Regions from separate parts of the Gossypium hirsutum genome. Here region 1 is linked to region 2. Evidence: chromatin contacts called from public Hi-C data. All regions are on one chromosome and are shown on one strand. Each heading gives the region's core, a stretch centred on a gene start, on an enhancer-like site or on the middle of the called end of the contact. The rest is flanking DNA. Distances are from core to core; before and after follow the strand shown.

The links. Hi-C and Micro-C count contacts between places; a contact is called where the count stands out from the background.
Region 1: a Hi-C map of leaf shows a contact between it and region 2, with 1.7 times the contacts expected there. The contact joins the promoter of LOC107913689 here to the promoter of LOC107913665 in region 2. A contact is called at or near these places in 4 of 34 Hi-C or Micro-C datasets (all in leaf).

The regions. Positions count from the first base shown.
Region 1 is chrD11:36,284,346-36,290,297 of Gossypium_hirsutum_v2.1, forward strand. LOC107913689 (probable trehalose-phosphate phosphatase J) reads right to left here and starts at 1,278. Exons shown (of 9, transcript XM_016842348.2): 1 at 1,118-1,278; 2 at 739-917; 3 at 513-653; 4 at 343-414; 5 at 1-243. The coding sequence starts at 1,121.
Region 2 is chrD11:35,808,769-35,815,176 of Gossypium_hirsutum_v2.1, forward strand. LOC107913665 (mucin-3A) reads right to left here and starts at 3,878. Exons shown (of 1, transcript XM_016842317.2): 1 at 1,723-3,878. The coding sequence starts at 3,318. The coding sequence ends at 2,005. LOC107911194 reads left to right here and starts at 4,677. Exons shown (of 1, transcript XM_016839075.1): 1 at 4,677-5,237. The coding sequence starts at 4,677. The coding sequence ends at 5,237.

The DNA of each region.
Region 1 (5,952 bases), core at 28-2,527, 470 kb after region 2:
AACACAACGGAAGTGTACAGAGAGACAGAACTTGTTGTTCTCCACCTTAGCTCCTGGAGTTGATTTGGTGGTCTCAACCAATTGTTTGTAAACCTCGTCAATCATGGGAAGAAATTCATTTGCTGGTTGGAAAAGAACATGTTCTGTCACTTTGTCAGTTTTGGAACGTTTCTTTGGCCCTTTAATGTCCATGCCATGACTTCCAGCGTAGTACAGTTCAGCTAATTTCACAAATTTATACACCTACAATTTTGCAAAAAAAAATGAAAAAATATATTCAAGTTCGGGGGAAAAAAGTTGGGCGTTTTTTTTTAGAATAAAATTTGTGGCCTGGAAATGTACCTTGTCTCTGCATCTGCCACTAACTATGGCAGTAGGAAAACACTTTGCTAGCTTTCTCACTGTCCTTCTCATCTGGTGTACATAAGCATGAAAAAGTTAAGTATTGATGAAAATACCCAAAAGGGTTATACAAAGGTTAACCATAGTTTTATATAAGACAAATAGGCAACCTTGTTGGACATGAAAGCTCGATCTGGATCCTCAACAATTGGTGAAAGTGTGCCATCGTAGTCCAGAAACATTACTATTTGTTTCCCTTTCGATGCATCTATTATCTGCTCAAACATCTCCAGGGCAGATGGATGGTGTAGCTACAAAACAAATCAGAATCTTTGTTGGGTTGAAGAAAGAGCAAACCCACTTTTTGTTGAAGGGTTGAATAGCTTTAGAACTTACATTCCAGGAACCTTGATCATTAGGTGTGGATTTTTTATGAGTTGGTGAAGAAGCTCTCATGGAATCAACCCATACACTAGCTCTTGCCCCAGCATTGATTTCAAGGTTGTGCAGCAACCTCTTTGTTGAAATGGAGATATAACCATGAGGTGCTGGCGGCTTTTGAGCTGATACTGTCACTGTGATTGACATGTTGAGGACAGATTTTGCATCAGTCATTATATTTTGACCACCACCACCCATATTCTTTGCTCTCTCTTCTAAGAAACTCACTATAACAAAACAAAGCATTTTTAGTAAAAAGCTACCTTAAAAACTAAAAAGTCCACAGTTCTCAATAGGTCCCCAAAATACAGAATAACAACAATAAAGAACTTACCCATTTGTGGATATTATGGCGTCTAAAAAGAACCAAGTGTTAAGATGTTAATGTGAAGGTAAAGAGGAGGAGGAGGAGGAGGAGATTTGAAACAGAGGAGTATACAGAGTACTCAAAGGAAGAATAGGCAGAGAAATATGAAGAAGAGAATGTATGTGAGAGAGACAGAAGGGGATTGAAAGCCCATTTTATAGCAAACCAGACACAAAGCGACGAAACAAACTAACTATGCCTCTCTCCTAAATGTGGGACCCACCGTCCTCCATGACCATATCCTGAGTTTTTGCTTTAAGGGGCTCCACCGCCACGTGGTCCCACAATCCAAATCCCATGCCTTTGTTGAAACAGCCGTCTTTAGCCTTAGCAGTGTGAAGTAAAAAGGCAGTTTTAACAGGCTGCTAGCAGTTATGCCATGGACCATAGCCTTGGATGGCTCGCATCATATGGGTTTGTGCCACCTGTGCTCACCAAATCGCATCATTTAGCTTGTTAGGTCTGTTCTTTAGTTCTCTATGCAAAAGTTTTATTAATAAATAAATCCTCTTTAAAACTTCACATGAAGCTAGTCAGTATATCTAATTTGATCCAATAGAAAATTATTGTTGTGTTTCTATTGGCTGAATCTAGTCCAGTCTTGAAAATTGAGACAGAACAGTGCCCAGCTCTGCCCAATGTTGGGGCTCATTTAATTAATTAATTATTGTTTATAGTTTATCCTCATTTTCTCTGCTCTTTTGTTTCTGTAAGTGGAAGCATCAGTCGATTACCATTACTTGCATGCCAAGGATGTGATTTACGGTACGAGATTCTATATATCCCTCGCTTACTCAACTTGTTCAACAATTGTCGATTAATTTCAACATAATAATTTGAGATTCATAAAGAAATTTCCTAACATCGGTTTAATCTAATCAAACAATCATGTTTAATTCAAGAAACGGGGAATTGATTCTCCAACCCCTTTGACTGGAAGATGTTTTGAATCTCATATTCTGTATAAGAGATTCTTATATTAAAATTTTCTTAATTCGCTGTGGTTCTTTTATTTCTTAATTAAGTTAAAAAATTTTGGTAATTCACGACAATATATCTGAAATAGAAAGATTGGAGAATCGAAGTCAAATCCCATAATCAGCAATCAATGTAAACGGTCCAAGTCTACAAACAACACTTTGCTTTCTTCTACATATTTTATCTAGGGATGTTGTTGTGCTAAGTGAACTGAATTATACTCAAATTATGCGTACTTTTAAGATAAATATTCCATATTTGGAGTTTTGGAATATTCGGACCGTTTCTTTTTCTTTTTGCTAGGCAGCCGGTTTTCTTTTAATTAAATATTAACTATTTGGTTAAATTATGCTATTAGGCCATGCACTATATGTAAGTTGCAAATTTAGTTTCTATGTGACCCAGTTGTTGGATCCAAATATAAAATATTATATTCTGTTGCCGAAACAACTTACTTTTCTATCTTACTTTATCAAAATGGAAACATAATGGTAAAATTATTTTATAAAAATTTTTGCAGCATTTTTGCCTATTTTATGTTAAAAAAAAACCCTTGCAAAATTTAGATTTCACAATATATCAACATTTAAATCATCTCCCAAATCAATTCCCAACACTTAGATTTTTCGAAACATACCAATAAACTAGGTTTCTATGCTTTACTATTTCATTAAAACAAAAATTATAAAATACTAGCAAAGAAAACATAACGAAAATATTTAAATTCAGTTTACAACACAACATTGTATATATATAGACAAGCCTAGGTACATGTCATTTATATTATAAAGTCAACTTTTCACCAACATTGTTTGAGTTAATCTTCGATTCTTTAGATGATGTTGGAATGACCTACCGAATCTAACTACTTGCACACAGAAAATAAACAAACCGTACGCTAAATATTTTTTTATGCTCAGTGGTGCTAATATCATATAAATCATTACATAAATATTGAATACAAATTAATTGATAGAAATAAATTAAAACTTGATTAAAAATATAATTAATAACATCACAATAAAAGGACTATTCTAATATTAATAAACTTTAATATTATGATATTGACAAATCGAATAAAAAAAAGCTTTTTAATCAAATTTAAAATCGCATAATTAATTTAATTCGCACAATATAGATCCTCTTATTTTCTACTGTATTTATTTTTTCAACAAATGATGGGGTTCGAGTCACACAATCTCTAATATTTATCATTTCAGTTTCATTTCATGTTCAAATCATATATCGCCTAATATAAAATTAGGCTTCCAATACAAAACGTGCTATACATTTGCTTGTTCAACCATTTGAAATATTAATATTTAAATTCAACTCAAAATCTTGAATTTATTAATTTATCATTGAAATCATAGTTTTCAATTCAAATATAATCTTTTAAATACTAACTAAACCATTCAGAATCCATAAAAATAAAATTTATATAGTTAATCATAATTAAATAAATATTAAAAGCATTATGTAATAAAAATAAGATATTAGTGCAAATCGAAGTTTCAATCGCTTTGCTTCTTTTCTTGGCCTTTCTCCTTTAAGATGCTCGTTTCGTTTTTAGCTATAACAGGAGTAACTCAATACGAAACAATGACATTTATTCATTATAATCCTAAAAGTAATAATAACAAACTTAAATATGCATGGTTCATCAAGTTAACAACTAAAGTTTCCTATTCGAAATTCCAATTTCTTTCGACTCAATTATCCGTTTTCAATTCTGTCTTCATCAGAATAGTCACTGCTTCACAAGCTATCATTTAGTTCTAACATTACACAAAGTGACCAAAGTTCTCTACTTCCCCTTCACCATGGCTGAATGTATCAAGCAGACTTCCCATCCATTTTTATTTCTTTTTTACATTTCTAACAAGTTAGAATTCAACTTCTAATCATTTCTTATAAAAAAATATATTTATTTCACTTAAGTTTTTTAAGTTTTCATCAATGTCCTTTAATGGTAACTTTCAATGTACTTGATAAAATAAAAAATTAATTGTACATATGTAAAACAAGCTTCAAAGATTCAAAATCTATGAAAATTTTGACTTGAATTTGAAGGGAAATGATGAAAGAAATTTGTTTTTCTTCCCCTAACTTTGGTAAACGATAAAAAAAATGAAGAAAGATGTTGGTCTTTCTTTTACATATATTATAATAGTACTTATTAAAATATTATCATTTTAAATAAAATATTAAATAATAATTATTTAATAAAAATATAATTTAAAAGATATCATGAAATCATTGATTTTTTTTAATTGTGATAAAGTTCTTTCCATCAAAATAAAAATGGAATACTTGTACTTTAATTTCTTTACTTTTTCAATTTATTTAATTTAGTCCTTGAACTCGATACCAAATTTTTAGCCTAATCACATGCCCTGACTAATAATTCTCTATGTTTTCATGTTTGACAATTTCTTCTAAAAATGACCACAATTTCTTGTACTACTATTTATTTATAGATCACCTATTCAAAAACTTCTACTATAAATATTCTTCTTCTTTTTTTAAGTGGGGATGTTACAGAATGCTCTAATTTGATCAATTTTAGTCATTGTGCTTATTGAATTTTAAATTTTCAATCCTAACCTAAACGATAGCATTTGTAGGGATGTAAATGAACCGAGCTTGAACGAACAAACCTCTGTTCATGTTCGTTTGTTTATTTTTAAGCTTGTTCGTGTTCAGTTTGTGTTCATTAAAAATTTCAAATATTTGTTCATGTTCGTTTATTTAAAATTATTTGTGTTCATGTCCGTTTATTTAATGTTCACGAACATGTTCATTTAACTTAATCGAACATGTTCACGAACATTAAACAAACATGTTCATGAACATATAATTGAATATGTTCACAAACAATGTTAATAAATAATAAACAAACAAACAATAAATACATACACATATATATTGTTTAGATATAAAATAGTCAAACATAAATTTTAATAATTATATTATAAATGAAAAAATACAAACCAAGATAATTTTATTAATATATACTAATGGAACAATGAACGAGCTTTAAGATAATTTTATTAATAATATACTAATGGAATTTTTATAAGAAAATATCATTAATAAATAAACGGGTTAATAAACGAGCTTTTAAACGAGCTTGTTCATGAAAATAAACGAACCGAGCACACTCTCTTCGTGTTCGTTTGTTTATTAAAAGAACATAAAAATTTTGTTCAACTCATTTATTTAGCTTAATAAATAAACATAAACGAATATTATACGAACGGTTCACAAACAGTTCATCGAACGTTTTGTTTATTTACACCCTTAAGCATTTGTTAGGTCAAATCCTACTATTAATCTTATACTATACATAAGCTACGGATTTAAGCTATGTTCTTCAATTTGTTTTTTTTTTAGTTTCTAAATTTTTTTTAAATTTAAAATTTTAAGTCCAATCCAACCGATAGTTATTGAATTCGTTAAATTAAATTATGTTATTTATCTTATGTGACAAGCCTAATAACATAATTTAATTCAACGAATTCAACAAAATTAGTACAAAAGTTCCAAAATTAAAAAATGTACGGGAATTAAAAATAATCAAATTAAAATAAAGAGAATAACGAAATTTTACCCAATTATTATTATCCGAAAATTTTTAACCTTTTTAGGAACGACATAGAATTTATTATAATTATTGTACAACGATACTACAATGATATTAAAATTTTATTTTTTTTAGTATAAAAACACAGTTTTTTTAATGCTGTTTATAAATATTTTCAATGGTTATAATTTTTGTAACACAATTATTTTATATTTTGGCATGTAACGAAATATAAAAT
Region 2 (6,408 bases), core at 2,628-5,127:
CATTTGGCATGTTGATTGAAAATACCATTGCCATATGTCATGTTACCGGATTGGCAAATGAGTTTTCTCGAATAGCCCCTTCACTAATAAAGAAAGTAAGAAAAGAGTAACAAATGAGGAAGAGTGATTTATTTGAAATTAGGATTGACACTAAATTTTTGTTTTAGGAGCGAGTCTAGTTGATGTAACAGATGAGCCTAGCCTATATACAATTAGTTACATTTTTTAGATTTAGATTACATATCGTAATGTTATAATAATTATTTTACATTCATAATTTAATTATATAAAAATTAATATATTATGTCCTTAAACATGTATGTATACTATTTTATATAATATGTGCTAAATATAATTATGTGGCATTACAAAATAAATTCATATAATAATATTTATTTTAATTATACAAATATTAATTTTTTGTTTAAAAAATTAACTAATTGAATTGATCAAATAATAAATGGGAAAATCACAAATTTAGAAATTTTGATAATTTCATTTTATTATTCAATTAGGTTTATGAATAGAAAAGAAAAGATTTAAGAGAAGCTACATGATATTTAAGAGCATAATATGTTAAATGAGATATATATTTTATGATAATTTTTTAAAATAATGTTTATGATATTTAAAAGATATATTTTTCTGATAATTATTATATTTAATTTTAATTTTTTTAATAATCTCATTATAGGTTCTAATTATATTTGTTCTTTTTGATACAATGCCTAAAACTACCCATAACCCCTCTCCAACCCATAAATAGGAGGATAATGTGAACTAATACATTCGAACTCTCGTCCTCTTATATTGGTAATAATGCACATATTAATTGAGTTATGACTCAATTAATAATTTTAAAAATTATTTTATTGATATTTATACGTTGTTTATTAGTTTGTATAAGTTGAGGATTAACTTTAGAATGCATAATTTTAATTTTCAAAGATTATATGTTGGAATCCTTTAGAATTATGTGTTTAAAGGTGAATTAAAATATGAAATTTATAGATATCCGATTGGCTGTGATTGGATCATGTCAATAGCAAAAGACAAAAGAGGAGAAAAAACCATGGTTGTGTCTCACCAATACCAATAAAAAGTTTGTTTTGTGAACTTACAACCATGATTTTACGTGCGAAATAAGGCAATGCCTCAGATATAGACTTTGCTTTACTTTTATGTATAAATTTAGAGAAAACTTATAAACAATATGGTATTGGTAAATGTTTTATAAAAATAGAATAAAATATTTAAAAAATATACAGGGAATCCATCCACGTTATTATAAATTAAAAACCAAAAAGTAATGAATGATGAAATTGTTTCAAAAAAGAAATATTTATATATTGAAGCACAAACTCACACTAGCGAAAAGAATATTTGAAATGTATTTAAAAGTGAGATTGCGGCGGCTTACGATACCCCAAATCTCGCCACCCATCACTCCTCCGCATCATTTTTATAACATTTATATTTCTTTTCATCTTCTTCTACATTTTCTTTTATATAAATATTCAGGGTAAGATAATATAATGATGCAAAAAGAAACTGGACATACTTAAAAAAAAAAAAGGACAAAACTCCGGGCAGTTTGCTATTTCTTACAATAAATTATTCCTGTCGTTTCGTTTTTCTTCTTTGTTGCACATAACATAAAACTAAAAATTCACACAGCAGAAAGAAATGTACAGTACGATAAAAGAGCACAGATTTTCATGGTTTCTTTTTCAATGTCTCATTTTCATTTCACATTATGATTCTTACAATAGTCAAAACCAGATAAGAAATTTAAAATTCGAAATTAAAACAAAAGCAGAACCATTTACATATATATAATATTTTTTTGATAAATACTTGTAAATAAAAAGGACTGGGTTTAAACGGGGGGACTACTGTTATCAATTATGTTCAAGTCATGGTTAATATGGGAGAGAACAAGTAAGATTCCATCTCTCTCATGCATCATCTCCTTCAATATTTTTTAGTAATATATAGATACTCCTAATCTGAAGAGCATATCCATGATTCCACCATACCTTCACTTCTTGTAGCCACATTTTCTTCTGCCCCTTTATCGCCATTAAAATCCGAAGAAGACAAGCTCTCCACTTTCCCATTCGAGACTCTGTGGGAGTTACTGTTGTAGCTTCCATTGATGGACCGTGGAAGACTTTGATCATGTTCTTGGAATCCTCTTCTTTCATTTCTTGGCAATGCCCCTTCTAATGATACCATGTTTTGGACCCCACAGAGGTCGGTATTAACGTGACCCTGGCTCAACCCAAACTCATCTTCTAAAACACCCATTTTGAGAGGAGTGCCATTTGATGGAATATCTAAGCACCCTTGAATGGTTGAATTGGGAAGTGGGTATTTTTGAGGGTCTCGAAGGAGAGGTTGGAAGTTAAGAATTGGGTTTTGCATGCTGATGTTGAGGAGATTTTGAGGCTGTTTTAAAAGGCCTAACTCTGATGGTAGTTGGTAGTTAATGGGGGTTGAACTAGTAGTAGTGCTGTCGTTAGTAGCGGATGCAGAAGTGATATTGGTAATAGGAGTAGAAGCTACAGAAGAGGAAACAAACGAGGGAGACTGGATTTGGGGGGCAAATGGTCTTAACAGATAATGCGAAGTTGAAGGGTCTAAATGAATTGATCTTAGAGTGGAGGAGGGTGTACCACCAAATATATCAAGCCTAGTTCTCGGGAAAGCTGAGGACGTAAAGGGTGGTGCAGGGATCCCAGTGAATTCCTGAACCATGGCTCGGAAATTAGTGGTGTCTGTGGTCAAAACAGTTGTTGGTGCACGCCTTGAAGCTCTTGATCTCTTCTTAGTGTTCCGCACCCTCACGCCTGAGACTGAACTTCTTGTATCACTGTCGGGTCCTTGAGGTATTTGCACAGAAGGAAAAGTGGCTCTGCTTTGCGCTTGTTGGTTGCTGTTGGTCAACTGTTGTTGTGTTGGTGATGATGAAGCTACGATCCCACCAACACCAGGGCTACCGGACTCAGATCTTAGATTTTTGGACCAAACAGCATCAAGATTTCCAAGAGGATTTGGGTTTGTTGTAAGATGCTGTGATCTTTGATCAAAGTAGTTTGATAAAGGGTCAAACATAGCCGATGAAGAGTGGTTCTGGTATTGCTGGCGTTGCGGAGGTGGAGACGGCAGCTGCGGTGGTTGGTTAACCAAGTCACCATGACCAATATGACTCGATGCGTTATTGTCCAAAAGAGCTGAGATTGACTCACTGTGTGAATCATACTCTTCACTATCACCACTCGAAGATTGCATACTACCACTATTACCAGAATCCATACAGCAAAAAAGAAAGAAAAAAGAAAAGGACTTAAAAGGAGACGGAGATTGTTTTCTTACGTTACTATTACTCGAAGACTCATTTAAGAATGGAAGCTACAAAACAAAGCATGAGGTAATACAAAAGGGAGAGAGAAAGAAATGGAAAAAGGAAGAAAAAGAGGAAGATCTTCTGGAAGGAGGAGCAATCAGAAAGTACCCATGTTGTCTTTAAGCTCTGATCTGCAAGGAACACAGTATAGTTTGCTTTTACTTTGTGTATGAACAAAAGGGTATGCCGTCAAGCAAGGAATTAACAAGGTCAGGGATCACAAATCAAACTAAGTGGTTGCCCAACAGAGGTTAAATGAAAGTAAACTTTGTTTTGAACAAAGGGCTTAAAATCATTTTCCCTTGTAAGGGTTAAAGACAACTATTTTGGGGGGTGAAACTTGAAAGACGTTTGGTTCTCTAAGCCTTTTTCTTTCTAAAAAAGATGAGGGGGTGGGTGGGGCACCCATGTGTGAGTGATGAAAGGTAATTGGGTTCCGAGGACAACATACTTGCGGTTTTTGATCCTTACAGTGTGAAAAGGAGAAAAAAAAGATATATACTACTACAAATGAATATAATATATGGTTACTATTAAAGAATATCTCTTTGAAATTTTAATATATGCATTTTAATATGTTTAAAAATTAATTTTCATTTTGTTGGGGAATAATGAGGTGGGCAAGCAAACAATTTTGGGAAGATGGTTGTTGAGTGAATTGTATAAAAGAAAAAGATGACAACAATCACCGCCATTCCTTCTCAAAACCCATAAAAAGGAAATAAAAATGTGTGATAAATGCATGCCGTAAATAATGAAATATATAATTCGGGGTAAAAACTCTCCACTTTCTCTCAAATAATAAATTTAGTATTGATTTTAAAATTTTAATAAATTTAGCTTCAACAGTTATACATTTACAAAAATATCAATTAGCTAAATTTGTTAAATCATTACTAAATTGATAAAATATGTAAATTATGAGAGCTAAACATGTTATTATACCAATCAAATTTATGTAAAATTGATGGAAAATATTAATGTCGTGTTATTCCTACTGCATTGTATTGCATTATCATTGTTATTGACATATTAATACTACATACGATATTATATTTTCTTACAATCTTAAGACAAATTATTTGTTGTAGTTTTAATCTAAGATGTATCGAACTAATTTAAGATTGGTTTATACTTTTGTTTCGGATTTTAATTTATTTACAGATTCTGGTTCTTCATTCTAATTATAGAAAAATGTCTTATACGTCAAACAACTCATCCAATTCAAAGGCTAAGGCGATTTGCGAGCCAAACGTTACTTGTGACTATGAGTCACAATGAAAAGCCTGCTAAATTCACTGGAGAGAACTTTAAAACGTGGCAACAGAAAATGTTGTTCTATTTGACAATGTTGAATATGGTAAAACTTCTGAAGGATGATCCTCCTATTTTTAAAAATGATGAGGAAGATGCTATTACTGCCTTCAACATTGTCGAAGCATGGAACAACTTTAATTTCTTATGCTATAACTACATTTTGAACAGTTTATCTAATGAACTTTATGAAGTATACAATATCAAGAAAACGACTAAGGAATTATGGGAATCGCTGAACCATAAATACAAAATTGAAGATGTTGGTGCTAAGAAATTCTTAGTTGCCAAGTTCTTAAACTTTGTAATGGTTGATTCTAAAGTTATTGTAAATCAGGTGCAAAAATTCCAACTGATCATTCATGGTATTCTCACAGAAGGGATGGATATAAGTGAATCCTTTCAGGTGGTAAACATTATTGAAAAACTTCCCCCTGCTTGGAATGACTTTAAGAACTATCTTAAGCATAAGAGAAAAGAAATGACAGTGGAAGATCTAATTGTCAGACTTTGAATTGAAGAAGACAATTGTGGTGCGGCTAAAAGGCTAAACAAAGCAACCAACCCTAACTTTGCCAAGGCAAACGTAGTGGAAGTCAAAAAGGACTCCAAGAAAAGAAAACATTCTCAGACTAGGTCTAAACTAGGACCAAAAGGCAGTGTCTTCAAGAAGCCAATATTCCAAGGAAAATGCTTTAATTGCAATAAGATGGGACACAAGTCATCCAATTATAGACTTCCAAAGAGAGTTAGAATAAACGAGGCCAATGCTGTGGAAAATATTTCTAAGGAAGTATCTAATATTAACTTTTACGTTGTGGTTTCTGAAGTCAACTTGGTTGATTCAAATCCAAGAGAATGGTGGCTTGATACTGATGCCACACGTCATATTTTTTGTGACAATGACTCATTTGTTGAGTTGGTTCCTTGTGAGAAAGGGGAGAAACTCTATATGAGCAACGCTGCAACTTCCAAGATCAATGGGAAAGGTACTGTGATTTTGAAGTTGACTTCTGGAAAAAGTTGAAACTTCAAAATGTGTTGTGTGTGTTTGACATACGCAAGAAACTTGTCTCTAGAACCCTCCTAAGTATGCATGACTTTAGGATGATATTTGAATCCCAGAAGTTAGTTTTGTTAAAATGAGGAACGTTTGTGGGAACGGGATATGTATTAAATGATATGTGGAAACTCAATACTATATTTGTAAAAACTAATACTATGAATAAGAATGATGCTTCTTCTTTTGTTTATATGCTTAAGTCATTTGATTTATGGCTTGGTTGACTTGGACATGTTAATTCTAATATTTTACATAAATTAATTAACTTATATCACATTCTTTCATTTCACATTAATTAAAATCATAAATGTGAAACATGTGTTGAGTCAAAACTAACAAGGTCTTTATTTTAATCTGTTGAAAGAAATATTGAATCACTTGATCTAATACATAGTGATATTTGTGACTTAAAGTTTATTCAAACTAGATAAGAGAATAAATATTTTGTTACCTTCATTAATGATAGCATAAATATTGATATGTATATTTGCTTAAAAGCAAATATGAAACTATAGAGAAATTTGTTTTCTATAAGCAGGAAGTTGAAACCCAACTTAATAAAAGAATTAAGAGGGTGATAAGTGACTATGGTGGTGAATATGTTGAACCATTTGGTAAATTT